Regions from separate parts of the Zea mays genome. Here all the other regions are linked to region 3. A link is a contact called in public Hi-C data. All regions are on one chromosome and are shown on one strand. Each heading gives the region's core, a stretch centred on a gene start, on an enhancer-like site or on the middle of the called end of the contact. The rest is flanking DNA. Distances are from core to core; before and after follow the strand shown. Region 1 has its middle 42 kb from the start of LOC100279585. Region 2 holds the start of LOC542675 (fasciated ear2). Region 3 holds the start of LOC100193440.

What was found. Hi-C and Micro-C count contacts between places; a contact is called where the count stands out from the background.
Region 1: a contact with region 3 is called in a Hi-C map of tassel, with 2.5 times the contacts expected there. The contact joins the enhancer-like site here to the promoter of LOC100193440 in region 3. A contact is called at or near these places in 2 of 25 Hi-C or Micro-C datasets (ear and tassel).
Region 2: a contact with region 3 is called in a Hi-C map of root tip, with 2.9 times the contacts expected there. The contact joins the promoter of LOC542675 here to the promoter of LOC100193440 in region 3. A contact is called at or near these places in 4 of 25 Hi-C or Micro-C datasets (ear, leaf, root tip and 1 more).

Annotation. Positions count from the first base shown.
Region 1 is chr4:138,299,110-138,303,963 of Zm-B73-REFERENCE-NAM-5.0, reverse strand. No RefSeq gene overlaps it. Among protein-coding and RNA genes, the nearest start is that of LOC100279585, 42 kb to the right of the region's middle. Within about 2 kb of position 3,178, at least 13 of the 20 cell types and tissues checked have an H3K27ac peak or open chromatin away from gene starts, as enhancers often do. A contact at or near this core is called in ear and tassel, where this site is marked.
Region 2 is chr4:138,681,072-138,685,489 of Zm-B73-REFERENCE-NAM-5.0, reverse strand. It overlaps LOC542675 (fasciated ear2), which reads left to right and starts at 2,188. Exons shown (of 1, transcript NM_001112192.2): 1 at 2,188-4,418. The coding sequence starts at 2,271. The coding sequence ends at 4,112.
Region 3 is chr4:138,458,552-138,463,312 of Zm-B73-REFERENCE-NAM-5.0, reverse strand. LOC100193440 reads right to left here and starts at 1,898. Exons shown (of 7, transcript NM_001138559.1): 1 at 1,641-1,898.

The DNA.
Region 1 (4,854 bases), core at 1,929-4,428, 160 kb after region 3:
CGTTACTATTCATCATCGTTACTATTCGTCGTGATATCTATGGCAACCTTTTCGTCGTCACTATTCATCGTTACTATTCATCATTACTATTCATCGATCATCCGATCACCCCAAATTTCAACTACTCATCTGTCATGCTGTCCAGTCCACCTAAGACCAACCAGACCCATATTCCAGTCATACGAACTTCGGTGACTGTGATTTTCCTTCCAGTAGGGAACTTCCCATCTGGTCACCCATCCCAGGTTTCTCCAAGTTGAGCACGCTTAACTTTGAGATTCCTTCGAACCAGGCTTCCAAACTCCGGTTCCAATAATTCTTGTTTCTAAATTCTTATCAAACTATTCCCTATCCAACCATGTCATCCCTTAAGCCTGGTCCATATTCAAGAAAACTCCCAAAATACTCTTGTCCCATATTCTGCCTATAACCCTCCTGTTCATACTAAGTCAGACGATTCATTCGTCACTATTCTCACCAACAGTGAACTTCACTGTGCTACACCACATACACCCAGCTATAAATACACCCAACTACCCTCTCCCTCTCCACACACACTCAACACCCTCAGCCAAGGCAAACACCCCACTCACTCAGTTACTCCGCTCTGTCGGCTACACGTATAGTGTCGCTTCGCCTCCAGTCCACCCTCCTGGTAAGCACCTCCGCTCCACCACCAGTAATATCACAACACCACATGACATAGATTCTACTCAAGACTCTACCCATCCATATATCGCTATTCTGACCACTATACTAAATATTTGTTGATATACTTGTTGGTTTGTATGTTTGCTTGTTCATGTTGCATAGTTATCGGAGCGTTCGTGCCGTCTCGTAGAGGCCAGATCTGCAAGTCTACGCCAGGCAGTGGAGCCAGAAGCCAGTTCCGTGAGCTCCCCTTCCCCTTCACCGGATAAGCACGACAAGCTCACTGGATCCCTTTGATGCATGATATGATTTTGAGACAAGTTATTATGGCCACCCAAGCCGCTTGCCGCAATCAATCCTTAATATATTTGTTACAAATGATTTTAGAAAAGGTGTGAGTTTTTCAAAAGAAAATGCCTTTCAAAATGTGTATGATGAAGGGTTTTCACCCTTATCACCTTTGAGTAGGGATGATCAGGGACTCCCTGGTTTAGGGGAGGGCCTAAGGTGAAGGCTCAGCTGGTTTAGGCGTGAGCAGAAGGATTCTCCCCTCATATAAGGACCGGTTTGTCATCTTTCGCTACCTGTACTCATGATAAGTACAACCACTCGAGACTGTGTGGGCAGTCACTCAATCTGAACTCGTACGGTCCAACCCCGGGGTTATGATGGTTGGGGAGCATCGGGAGGATAAGGAGGGGGAAAGTTTTGTCCGGTTTGGACATGGTGGTGGCCTGACTCCTTCCGGATAACCGTTAAGGTTAGGACGTGCGGGGAAAGAAAGAGATTCGGATTCGGGTCTCACAAGCTATGAGATCGCAGAGCCGGACTAGTGGGTAAAGTGTACACCTCTGCGCAGAGTTCAAACCTATTCGAATAGTCTATGTCCACAGAAATGGACGAGTCTGGTGTGGTATGTCAATTAGTGTCTTGTTTTCAAAAAAAAGAGGTGCTTTTGAGAAAAGTGATTTTTAAAAGGTCCGGCGATTGAGCCGTGAGCTATGGTAGACGGGAAGTCCAGTAGCTGTTTTTGAAAATGAAAACCAGTGGGAAACTGCTGAGATACCTGGATGGTTTAGTCTAGGGGATTTTGTTCTAATATTGAAAAACTTTCTGCTCCTTTGGGAGAGGATGCGCTTTGAAAAATACAAAATGTTTACGAAACAACCCTCCATAAAATATTGATGTTTCTACAAAATATCCTGAGCTCCACATATTCAATGCATTATATCTGATTTCCCCATTCCGCGGGTGAAGGTGGGCTGCTGAGTACGTTTGTACTCACCCTTGCTTATTTGTTGTTTTTCAGAAAAAGGAGATCGAGTAAGAGTTACGACTGTTCCCAACCTTGCCTGTGGCTGTTGGACCGCTGATTTGCTTCGTTGCGTATATCGGGCTGCTTCAGCCCCACTCTGATGATATGTCCCGAGTTGTGGACCAACTCTTAAAGTTGATCGCCACCTTTATAGGTTTGTCTCGTTTAAGCAGATCTGGAATCATCTGTTGTATAAATGTGTTTACTAGCCTCCTAGGACTAGTAATTGTATTACATTTGAGTCCCAGAGGATTGGGGACGCTTCACAAACCCTCAGCCAGCTGCCTATGAAGGCCATATCTCTATGTTTCGTATTCCGCACTTTGAAATATTAATGATAATGTTATGTTAATGACTCTGTGGAGGTCTTGGACATCTTGATGTAATAAAGTACTATTTCTGTTATTTATTTTGAGAAATGTGTGATGATGTCCAATTATGTAATCAATATGTACGTGAGTTTCTGATTCTGGCACGTACATGGTTCGTATTCGATTTGCCTTCTAAAACCGGGTATAACAGATCCAGGGCGCTGCGAGGAGGAAGACGACCCAGCGCCATCGCAGACCGTCAGGCTTCAGGCGTGGACCGTCCGGAATCGTACAGGAAAAGCGTCGCTCCTGCCCCCAGGTCGCGGACCGTCCGCGCCGTCGCAGAGGGCACCGCCAGGCGGTACACCCCCAGTGATCGGCGCTAACAGATCCATTCGCACGAGTCGACAACATATGTTACTCAAAATTGTGAACCACACTAAGGATATGTTTATAATGTCGTCCTTGGTGCAGACATAAAAAAAGAAAGAAGACGATGTTCTGATCTAACCAATGAGCAATCACGACGACACTAAAAAACTCGATCACCCACACAACTCAGCAAGTGTCGTAGATGGAGACAATAGTTCCGAAGGTATGCCCTTGTAACACTGTGTATGCGAGGATTGGAATAAGAAAACTTTGGTACAACTCGATTAGGCCTAATATAAAAAACGAAAATCGAACATCAAAACCGAAAAACAGAGCCGAAACCATATAAATTGAAACTCGCCAAACCGAATTATTTTTCGGTTACCATTTTCCAGGAACCGAACTAAATTCTGATTTTCGGTTTTTGTTCGGTTTAAACCAAAAAAATTGGCCCACCACTCCACTAACTCAGGTTCTTTTTGGCCCAAGTGTGCAACCCCGCATGGCACCATTCTGCCCATGGGCTGGCCACGTTGGGCCAACGACTAACGGACTAAGCCAATCTGTTGTATGCTACCAGTACCAGCAGTCCAGCACTCAATGCCTCATTGACCAAGCCAATTAGGGTGTGTTTGGTTTAGGAGTGAGGAAAAATAGAATGACTCCATTCCAATTTTCTAGATATTTGGTTTCCAAGAAAACAAGAGTGGAGCGGCTTCTGTATCTCCATATGAAAATTTACTATAAGTAGTTGGAACGCTCCCGCTCCATAAAAACGATCGTATGCGAGCGCTCTGCTTCCTCTCCTCCCCTCTACACTCATATGGCTCTCGAACTAAACAAATAATGGAACAGTTTTTCTCTATTTTACTCTTCAACCAAACAAAAAATAGAACGACTCTGTTTTTTTTTTTTTTGTCAAACACGGAATAGAACGACTCGATTTTTAAATACTAGAATGAAGCACTCTATGCACGTGCAGCCTTCATCGCCCTGCCGTCGTGGCCTCATCACAGGCAGCACCGCAGCAGCAGCAACAAGCCTTCGCCACTCGCCAGCCACCAAGCAGCAGCCGGAAGCCATCGCTAAGCACTAGCCTGTTGAATCAAGCCGTCGCAAAATATTGTTTCGGTGTTGCAAAATATTACTTGTTCTATACAATGAATCTGATGTTGATGCTCTATGTTAATTGCAATTTTGCTGTTGTATTGTGTTCTGCACAGTTCGGTTAAAACCAAAAACCGAACCGAAGTTTACTGTTAACCGAAGTATCGATTTTTCTTTTTCCAAATAGAATTTCGGTTAACATATTTTAAAAACCGAACTTAAAAAACCGAAAAACAGAAAAAAAAACGGTTAACCAATTGACCAATCTGGAACTCGACTAAGTAGTGAGGAGTAATTGTGGTGTTGTATTAGTCTCTCACTTGTGTGGCTCAAGAAAAAGAAACTCATGATAGAAGTTCTAGGAAGATGAAAAGATGGAGTAATCATCGTAACGTACGTCCATTGCTTCATATATTACATGTTTATTTGCACCTTCATTAATCCATTTCTTGCATTAACTAACTCAAACGACAAAAAAAGACCACATATATATAACGTAGTTACACCATGGTCACAACCAAGGAATGCTATGACGAACCCGATGACACCAAGGCCGACACTCCCAACGCCACCAAACAGCCCTGATGCACCATATCATCATGATGCATATAATTTGGACTAGTATTTATTTGATTTAATTAATAAACCATGGTTACACCATTGTTGCAGCTACGGCCTACGGATATGGTTGCGGGCCGATATTTGCAATATTCGATCCGTTGTCATCCCTATGTGGGATAGATGTTACAAACAAACGAGATCACAATGATGGTAGGGGCGGTGACTCTGTGGCGTTTAGTGGTGGCATTTAATGGCGGCACCATAAAGCGAAGATGGTGCTTTTTCAGGTTTTTTCGGGATTAGAGAAGGCGGGAGGTTATTGGGTCGGACGTTGGAACACAATTGTACACATGCGTTTTTGTTTGATGTGGGTTTCCATGAGGTATCCTTGGTCCGGTCGGGTAGAGTGTAAAGTGTAGATTGAACTCCGAAGTATGAACTGAACAACAAAATGAGAAAAGATTGGGAGACATATACCTTGAGACATGGTGCTCATCTCTAGTCCCTGTGTGTCCGAGCTGCCAGTGTAGAGAGAAG
Region 2 (4,418 bases), core at 939-3,438, 220 kb before region 3:
CTACTTCTGATGTCTATTATCTTATTATTTTTCTTGTTTACTATATTTTATATCATCACAAAAATGCACACGAAATAAGATCCGGCATGATGCACAGGTCATTTATGTGTTCTTCGTTCTAATTATCCACTTTTAACTAGTGTTGATCACATGTAATGAATAGGAGAGGCCACAAACCATTGAGATTATCTATATCCTCTTTATTACATTTTTGAGTATTACATGCATAATGAAGATCATGCCACGAGTAATATAATTACAAGCTAAAAGCATATAGAGAACATGATTTATCACAAGGTTTGGCTATACCACAAAGTAGTGTTTACGTTTCAGTTGTCGAGTGACCACAAAGGCCTTTAGAGTCTTTTTAAACCCCCCCTCTTTCTCAAGCGACCAAAAAAATCAAGCCATGATCTCTACTAGAACAAATGGGTAATACAAACTTTCTAGGCACCCTTTACAAACACAAATCAGGAGTGTCGCTAGACAACACCTAGCCAACTAGGATTCAAAGACCCCAAAAGTAATAAAATGGAAAAGAAATCACCGATGGGTGCCACAAGTGCTCAAGAGATGGATCTTACTCTTTGAAATCAAGATCTAGTGAAGAGCTCACTCCAATCTCACTCACAAGACGAAAATCTAGCAAGGGCGTGAGGAAGTATGAGAGAGTGTAAAGAGAGCTTGCTTTTGTTTCAAAGTGGTTTTGTGAATTGAAATGGCTGACCCCAAGAAAACAAGAGGGTGAGAGAAATAAATCCCCTTGTCTTAGCTAGAGAGCCATTGCTGAGCAGGAAGGTTCCCTCTCAAAAATTTCAACTAGGGAGGCTTGGAATTTCTGAGGTGGATAAGAGAAACCTCGGTGCATCCATAGTCAAAGAGATTTGACCCAAGGGGCACCCCACCTCAAATTTCGAGGGTTCAGAATTTCCAAAGGAGAGGAAGATACCATAAAGCAAAACTTCGAAGTTTAGAGGTGTTACTCAAATTTTTCCAAAGGGGGGTTTGAAATTTTCCAAGGGGAGAGAATTTTTTGGGGAAAGAGGAACATCAGCAGAAAGCCAAGGTTCAAAGTTAAGGCGGTGTCCAGAATTTTTTGTGGTGTTGAAAACAGGACGAATAAAAGAAAGAGAATACTTGCTCTTTTAGAGGTTTTTTAAGAGACCTTTTTAGAGTATTATTGGGAATGTTAGGAGTTAATGAGTATAATGTTTTGAGCATATTTTGACACCTACAAGTAATTTTTTCTATATCCTTCTTTATGATATACTATACTTGAAAGAAGATTGAATTAAAACTAAAATCTCTCTCTCAAGTTGAATTGTTGTGCCACATCTTTCACTAATTTATAATTAAAGGGTCTCATATTTTTTGTACTTTTTTATAATTATATTTAATTGTAAATCTCATAAAATATTGTTAGCTCGTGTCATCAAATCACTAAAATCCATAAATAGGATTGATGCACTTAGCTCTTTAAAATGAAAAAGGTACAAAAATATAAAAAAAATCGTGAACCCCCCAATCAATTTCTAATTGCATTGTGAAAACTTCGACAACAAAAATATAAGATACCACCAAAATAAAATAGTATCAAACAATATCATCCTCTATTTCAAACTTCTTTATGCAAGCAGCGTCATTCACAATTTCGCGTCCTCTATTTTACACACTGTACTGCAGACAACCTTAACATCTATGTTGGTTGTATCACATATTTTTGTTGTAGAAAATTTCCAAAGCACATTTAAACTTGATTAAAATATTTTGGGGGTTTAACGATATTTTTTTATTATTCTAGAACTAAATATATTTTTAAAGCTTATAGATATATTTTCGCGGGCTCTAAATACTTTTTTCTCCGGTCCCAATCTATTTCTAATATTTTTGAACTTTTTATATACTTTCAATGTTTTAAATAAACTTTTTCCGATTTTCTTAGTAAAAAGTTGAAACCATCCTAAAATAAAAACTATTTCTAACCATGGTAGAGAGCTAATTTAAGCGGCTTTAAGATTTGAAGAAGAAATTGCCTTATTTTAGAGTTCATTCAAGAAGGAAAAAATGGAGTCCTAGTTGAGGGAAAACACCACAGATTCCACAGCCTTCGCCTGTTCGCCACCTTTCCTCCAAAATTTGACCCACACGCGGCGACGCCCGAGGCCCCGAGCGACCACATCCTCCGCGGCCGCGGCGACGCCCGAGGCCTGCAAAACCCTAACCACTCAGGTTCTGCCGGCCACCGCCACCACCACCACCAGTCCACCACCATGCTGACAGCCACTCCCCTACCCCATCAGCTCCTGGCCACCTTCCTCCTCGTCCTGGCGTCGGCGACCCAACCTGCAGTCCCTGCCTCCACCGACCGCGCAGCGCTTCTCGCCTTCCGCGCGTCCCTGTCGCCGCCCTCCCGCGCCGCGCTATCCTCGTGGAGCGGCCCGCTCTCGCCATCCTGGCTCGGCGTGTCGCTCCACCCCGCCACGGCGCCAGCCCCTTCGGTCACCACTCCCTCCGTTGCCGAACTCTCGCTCCGGGGCCTCAACCTCACGGGCGTGATCCCCGCGGCGCCGCTCGCGCTCCTCCGACGTCTCCGGACGCTCGACCTCTCCGCCAACGCGCTTTCGGGAGAGCTTCCCTGCTCCCTCCCGCGCTCGCTCCTCGCGCTCGACCTCTCCCGCAACGCGCTCTCGGGGGCTGTCCCCACCTGCCTGCCGTCCTCGCTCCCCGCGCTCCGCACCCTCAACCTCTCCGCCAACTTCCTCCGCCTCCCGCTCTCCCCGCGTCTCTCCTTCCCCGCGCGCCTCGCTGCCCTTGATCTCTCCCGCAACGCCATCTCCGGCGCCGTCCCGCCGCGGATCGTCGCCGACCCCGACAACTCCGCTCTCCTCCTCCTCGACCTCTCCCACAACCGCTTCTCCGGCGAGATCCCCGCCGGTATCGCAGCCGTACGGAGCCTGCAGGGGCTTTTTCTCGCGGACAACCAGCTTTCCGGGGACATTCCTCCGGGGATAGGGAACCTGACCTATTTGCAGGTGCTGGATTTGTCGAATAACCGATTGTCCGGTTCAGTGCCTGCCGGACTTGCAGGCTGCTTCCAGCTTCTGTACCTGCAGCTTGGGGGTAACCAGCTCTCTGGGGCACTCCGTCCGGAGCTCGACGCACTAGCTAGTCTCAAGGTTCTAGATTTGTCGAATAACAAGATATCTGGGGAGATTCCCCTGCCGCTGGCTGGGTGCAGGTCTTTGGAGGTGGTGGACTTGTCAGGAAATGAGATCTCCGGTGAGCTCAGCAGTGCTGTAGCGAAATGGCTGAGCTTGAAGTTCTTATCACTGGCTGGTAACCAGCTCTCCGGCCACCTACCTGACTGGATGTTCTCGTTCCCCCTGCTCCAGTGGCTTGATTTGTCTAGTAATAAGTTTGTGGGTTTCATCCCAGATGGGGGGTTCAATGTCAGTGAAGTGCTTAACGGTGGAGGTGGTCAGGGGACTCCATCAGAGAGTGTGCTTCCACCCCAATTGTTTGTGTCAGCTTCTGTGGACACGGTGTCATGGCAGTTGGATTTGGGGTATGATGTTCAGGCAACTACTGGTATAGACCTGTCTGGGAATGAGCTCTGTGGGGAGATACCAGAAGGGTTGGTTGACATGAAGGGGTTGGAGTATTTGAACCTCTCCTGTAATTACTTGGCTGGGCAGATCCCTGCGGGGCTTGGGGGCATGGGGAGGTTGCATACGCTTGACTTCTCACATAATGGGCTGTCAGGGGAGGTGCCTCCTGGAATTGCAGCCATGACAGTGCTTGAGGTGCTTAACCTCTCCTACAATAGCCTGTCTGGGCCTTTGCCAACAACGAAGTTCCCAGGAGCATTAGCTGGAAACCCAGGAATTTGCAGTGGGAAAGGGTGCTCTGAGAATGCAAGGACTCCAGAAGGGAAAATGGAAGGTAGCAATCACCGCGGTTGGCTTGGTGGCTGGCATGGAGAGAATGGATGGGTATCTCTTGGTGCATTTTGTATCAGCACAATGACTAGCTTCTATGTATCATTAGCAACCTTACTATGCTCCTCTAATGCAAGAAACTTCGTGTTTCGGCCTGTGAGGGTTGAATATTAACAAGAGGGGAGATTGCAAAATCAGGTTGTTTTGAAGTTCGAGCGACTCTGGTCTGCAGCTGATTAACAAGAAATATGAGCATATGAGATGGATATCTTCAGCCAAGAGGAAGTGCTGTCTCTTTTAATGATCAATCAAGCTCTCTTGATTGTTTCCTAATATTCTTGATCTTGGGATGTGTAGATCTAGTTCTAATATTCCTACTGTTATAGAATGCAATCACCTGCTGGTGCTTGGTTGTAGCCCTGGCGTGTTTGGAGGATTGGACACCAAGGATGCACATAATTTGAAGCGCTGGTACTGTGA
Region 3 (4,761 bases), core at 649-3,148:
ATATAAGCTAATGAATCCAATCTGACGCTAAAATCCTGGAGCTAACAACCTTATCTTGTATCTAGCAAACAATCCCATTTTTAATCTTATCTCTCTAACCAAACTGATCCAGTCTCCTTATGTAGAGCTGGTTCATGGACGAGTGGGGTCGTACCCCCTTCATCCACACCCATGACTTATTGACATGTACCAACTACCAAGGATAACAACCGGGGTATGTTTAGTTAGCCAACAGTGCATCTGAATTATCAAGATACACAACATAACAGATGTTTAGCTAGAAAGAAATTGAGCACAACCAGGACTGAAGCAAAATGGTGATTTCCTTTAGTGTTTGCAAACAGAAAAATTGATGAGTGATTTTTTAGGTGGTACTTCTGCAATGCTACGATGCTGTTTTTTCTCTGACAAACAATACAAAAAATATGTGTAAAAAGGTGTGGTACCCTTGCATTTAAAATAGTGTTGCCAAGGTACCTAATGACCACCTAGCTTAACTAGGCACTAGCCACTAGGCAACACCGTCCCACCTAGCCCCACCTTAGCTAGCGTAATCACTGACAGGTTCTAGGGAAAACTATCACCATACCACCGCAAAGGAGAACATGTATATAACACCATCAGTTACAACCCAGAAGGTGCAATTTACAATGAAGGTGACAGAAGGTTCGTTGAAGAAAGTGAAGCTATACAGACAATGAGATCACCCTAGCAAGATGAATCACTAGCTGCACTCTTCATCTTCATATTAGCAGATATCAAGGAGAAGCATTTGCAGATTTGGAACTGAAATGGCTACAATATCAGAGCCATAATCACATACAATGGGTTGGAAGTCATCGACCCTCGACCTACGTTTGTTCACCCCAACCCAGATTCGTGGGTTTATTTTTGACCCGTAGTGTAAAAATATTTTACAAGTAGTATACAACGTTTCATGACCCGTACCTCAACCCCGACCCAGAAACTTTGGGACCATGATAAGAAATAGCATGTACACTAAAATATGATATGTTCAAAAAGGAAAATTCTGCAATTAACAGTAAGCTTTATATGTTCGCAAAGGATAATCATCATAAATCAATAGGTTGAGGATGGCATAATACTATAGTGCATGATTTTTACTGCAACCAGATAAAACCAAACAGTGATTTTGATGGAATATAATTGAGATAGAACTGTGCTTTAAAAAGAATACTCATATGGCAAATTTGTTGGCACATCATGCTTGACTGCTTGATATAACTGTCATATCCTACAAGAAGTTTATAGTAAGCTCCTGCCATGTTCTTCATTGGAAGCCCAGTCTGAGTGTTCTCTAAATGTGATGCTAGCTTTCTAGATCTTCAAGGCAAAATTTCTCTAGAAGGCCAAAAGCTATGGGAAAAACAGGGTACACCAAACCACCAGTTGTTTTCGAATATGAAAGGTGGCACTACGCGCACGCTTCAGCGCGCTGAAGCGCTAAGAGGACGGGTAACGCTTCGCTTTGGGGCATAAGCGCTCGCAAAGCGGCTCGACAGCCTTGGTCGAGCAGCGGATGCTGGCTCCCGCTGCCCTCAGGCCGCGCGCGGCACAGACGCGGGGGGCGGGCGCCATTTAAAATCCATCGGAGGTGGGGGAGAGAGAGAAGCACGCACGCTGGGTCACCGGCCGGTGTGCGGAGGATCGGAGGCTAGGGCGCGAGGCGACTGGCGAGAGTCGGGAGGGGAAGCCGCTGACGCCGTCGCTGAGAGCCTGAGCGCCGCTGCCGTTGCCCGCGTGCCGAGCGCGAGTACGGAAGGGAGGGGAAGATGGAGCGCCGGCGCTGCGAGAAGATGAAGAAACGGCGGCGGCTGTGTGCCTTCGCTGGAAGGTTAGGGTAAAGACTAAAGAAACGTTTCGGCCTGGTGGAACTTGGCTTTGTGCTCAATTAATGGGCTTTTTAGATGGACGACCAAATAAAAGTTCATACTATAATTTTTTCCTATTTCGTTTTCATTAATTTTTCCTTTCTAAAATATTTGATAGATCATGCTCATGGCATTATCCAATGTATACTCGATATCTTGAGTTATATGTTGACAATGTATTGCATGTTAGAAATTGTTGGATTTTTTATAGGCTTGGCTCATTTATTGAATAAACTCCATAATGTGTAATTGTCGGCGTTTCGAGACCGAGGGGTCCCTAAGCCGACGAGTGAGTGTGCTGCGTGCCCCAGCCCAGATGGGTCGAGCGCGTGGGCGAGCGCGAAGGGGGGAGCGGCGAGGTGGCCGGAGACGGGCGTGAGAGAGGTGGAGATCTCGCGGCCTTCGTGTTCGTCTCGCGCCCAGGTCGGGTGCGCTTGCAGTAGGGGGGTTACAAGCGTCCACGCGGGTGAGGGAAGCGAGCGGCCCCAAGAGAGCGTCTGTCTCGTCCTCGTCCCCGCGCGGCCAACCTTCTCTAAGAAGGCCCTGGTCCTTTCTTTTATAGTCGTAAGGAGAGGACCCAGGTGTACAATGGGGGTGTAGCAGAGTGCTACGTGTCTAGCGGAGGAAGAGCTAGCGCCCTAAGTACATGCCAATGTGGCAGCCGGAGAGATCTTGGCACCCTGCTGGCGTGATGTCGTGGCGGTCGGAGGAGCAACGGAGCTTGGCGGAGGGACAGCTGTCGGAGCGGTCCAGTCCTTGCTGACGTCCTCCTGCTTCCGTAAGAGAGCTGAGAGCCGCTGTCGTCACAGAGCTTGTGGGGCGCCATCATTGCCCATCTGGCGGAGCTAGCCAGATGGGACACCGGTCTTGTTCTCTGTGACCCGAGTCGGCTCGGGATAGGATGATGATGGCGCTTCCTGTTGACGTGGCGGGCCTGCGTCCTAGGCCGGGCGACGTGGGGGCTCCTCTGAAGTCGAGGTCGAATCTGTCTTCTGTGGCCGAGGCCGAGCCTGAGCCCCTGGGTCGGGCGAGGCGGAGATCGTTCGGCAGAGGCCAGAGCGAAGTCCGAGCCCTGGGGTCGGGCGAGGCGGAGTTCGTCGTCTTCCGGGGCCGAGCCTGAGTCCGAGCCCTGGGTCGGGCGGAGCGGAGTTCGTCGTCTTCCGGGGCCGAGCCCGAGTCCGAGCCCTGGGTCGGGCGGAGCGGAATTCGCCGTCTTCCGGGGCTTAGCCCGAGTCCGAGCCCTGGGTCGGGCGGAGCGGAGTTCGCCGTCTTCCGGGGCTTAGCCCGAGTCCGAGCCCTGGGTCGGGCGGAGCGGAGTTCGCCGTCTTCCGGGGCTTAGCCCGAGTCCGAGCCCTAGGTCGGGCGGAGCGGAGTTCGCCGTCTTCCGGGGCTTAGCCCGAGTCCGAGCCCTGGGTCGGGCGGAGCGGAGTTTCCTATGGCGCCTTCGGCAAGGCCTGACTGCCTGTCAGACTCACTCTATCGAGTGGCACTGTAGTCGGAGTGGCGCAGGCGGCGCTGTCCTTCCGTCAGGCCGGTCAGTGGAGCGGCGGAGTGACGGCGGTCACTTCGGCTCTGCCGGGGGGCGCGCGTCAGGATAGAGGTGTCAGGCCACCTTTGCGTTAAATGCTCCTGCAACTTGGTCAGTCGGTGCGGCGATTTAGTCAGGGTTGCTTCCTAGCGAAGCCAAGGCCTCGGGCGAGCCGGTAACGTGTCCGCCGTAAAAAGGGGGGCCTCGGGCGAGACGGAAGTCCCTCGAGGTCGGCTGCCCTTGTCCGAGGCTAGGCTTGGGCGAAGCGTGATCGAGTCACTCGTATGGACCGATCCCTGACTTAATCGCACCCATCAGGCCTCTGCAGCTTTATGCTGATGGGGGTTACCAGCTGAGAATTAGGCGTCTTGAGGGTACCCCTAATTATGGTCCCCGACAGTAGCCCCCGAGCCTCGAAGGGAGTGTTAGCACTCGCTTGGAGGCTTTCGTCGCACTTTTTTGCAAGGGGACCAGCCTTTCTCGGTTGCATTTTGTTCCGGTGGGTGCGCACGAGCGCACCCGCCGGGTGTAGCCCCCGAGGCCTCGGAGGAGTGGTTTCACTCCTTCGAGGTCTTAATGCCTTGCGTAATGCTTCGGCTGGTCTGGTTGTTCCCTCATGCGAACTGGCCGTAGCCCGGGTGCACGGTCGGGGCCCAAGCTCTCGGGCTGGTATGTTGACGCTGTCAACGGTTTGGCCGGAGCCGGGTTTGCGAGAGCAGCCCCCGAGCCTCCGCACAGGGCGAGAGGGCGGTCAGGGACAGACTCGGCTTTTTACATACGCCCCTACATCGCCTTTCCGCAAGGAGGAGGGGGGAGAGCGCCATGTTACCCTCGATGGGCACCGAACATGGTGTCTCCAGTGAGCTGCAAGCGGGTAATCCGAGTGGACGTCCGTGCCCCGTTCGTTGGGGGTCGGCTAGGGGCCCTGAGGCACGCCCAAAAGTACCTGCGGGTGATCTGCCGGACCCGGTCCCCTGGCGACGGGGTCCAAGGGCTCGATGCCTCCCTCCGATGGGATTCTGTTACAAGATCGTTCCCGCTGGTCTCGGAAATGTCCTAGGGTACCTCGGGAGCACAGCCCGAGCCTCGGTTATGTATCGAACGTACCCCTGGTCATCCCTCGCTCGGCGTCTGAGGCGACTGTGAACCCTTCGGGGGCCAGCCTTCGAACCCCTGATCAGTAATGGGCGTGGAGCCCGAGTAGCCTGAGGCGGCCATGGAGCCCTTCGGGGGGCTGGCCTTCGAACCCCTGACCAGTAGTGGGTGTCGGGCCCACGCGATCTGAGGCGACTGTTGAACCCTTCGGAGGGCCAGCCTTCGAACCCCTGATCAGTAGGGGGG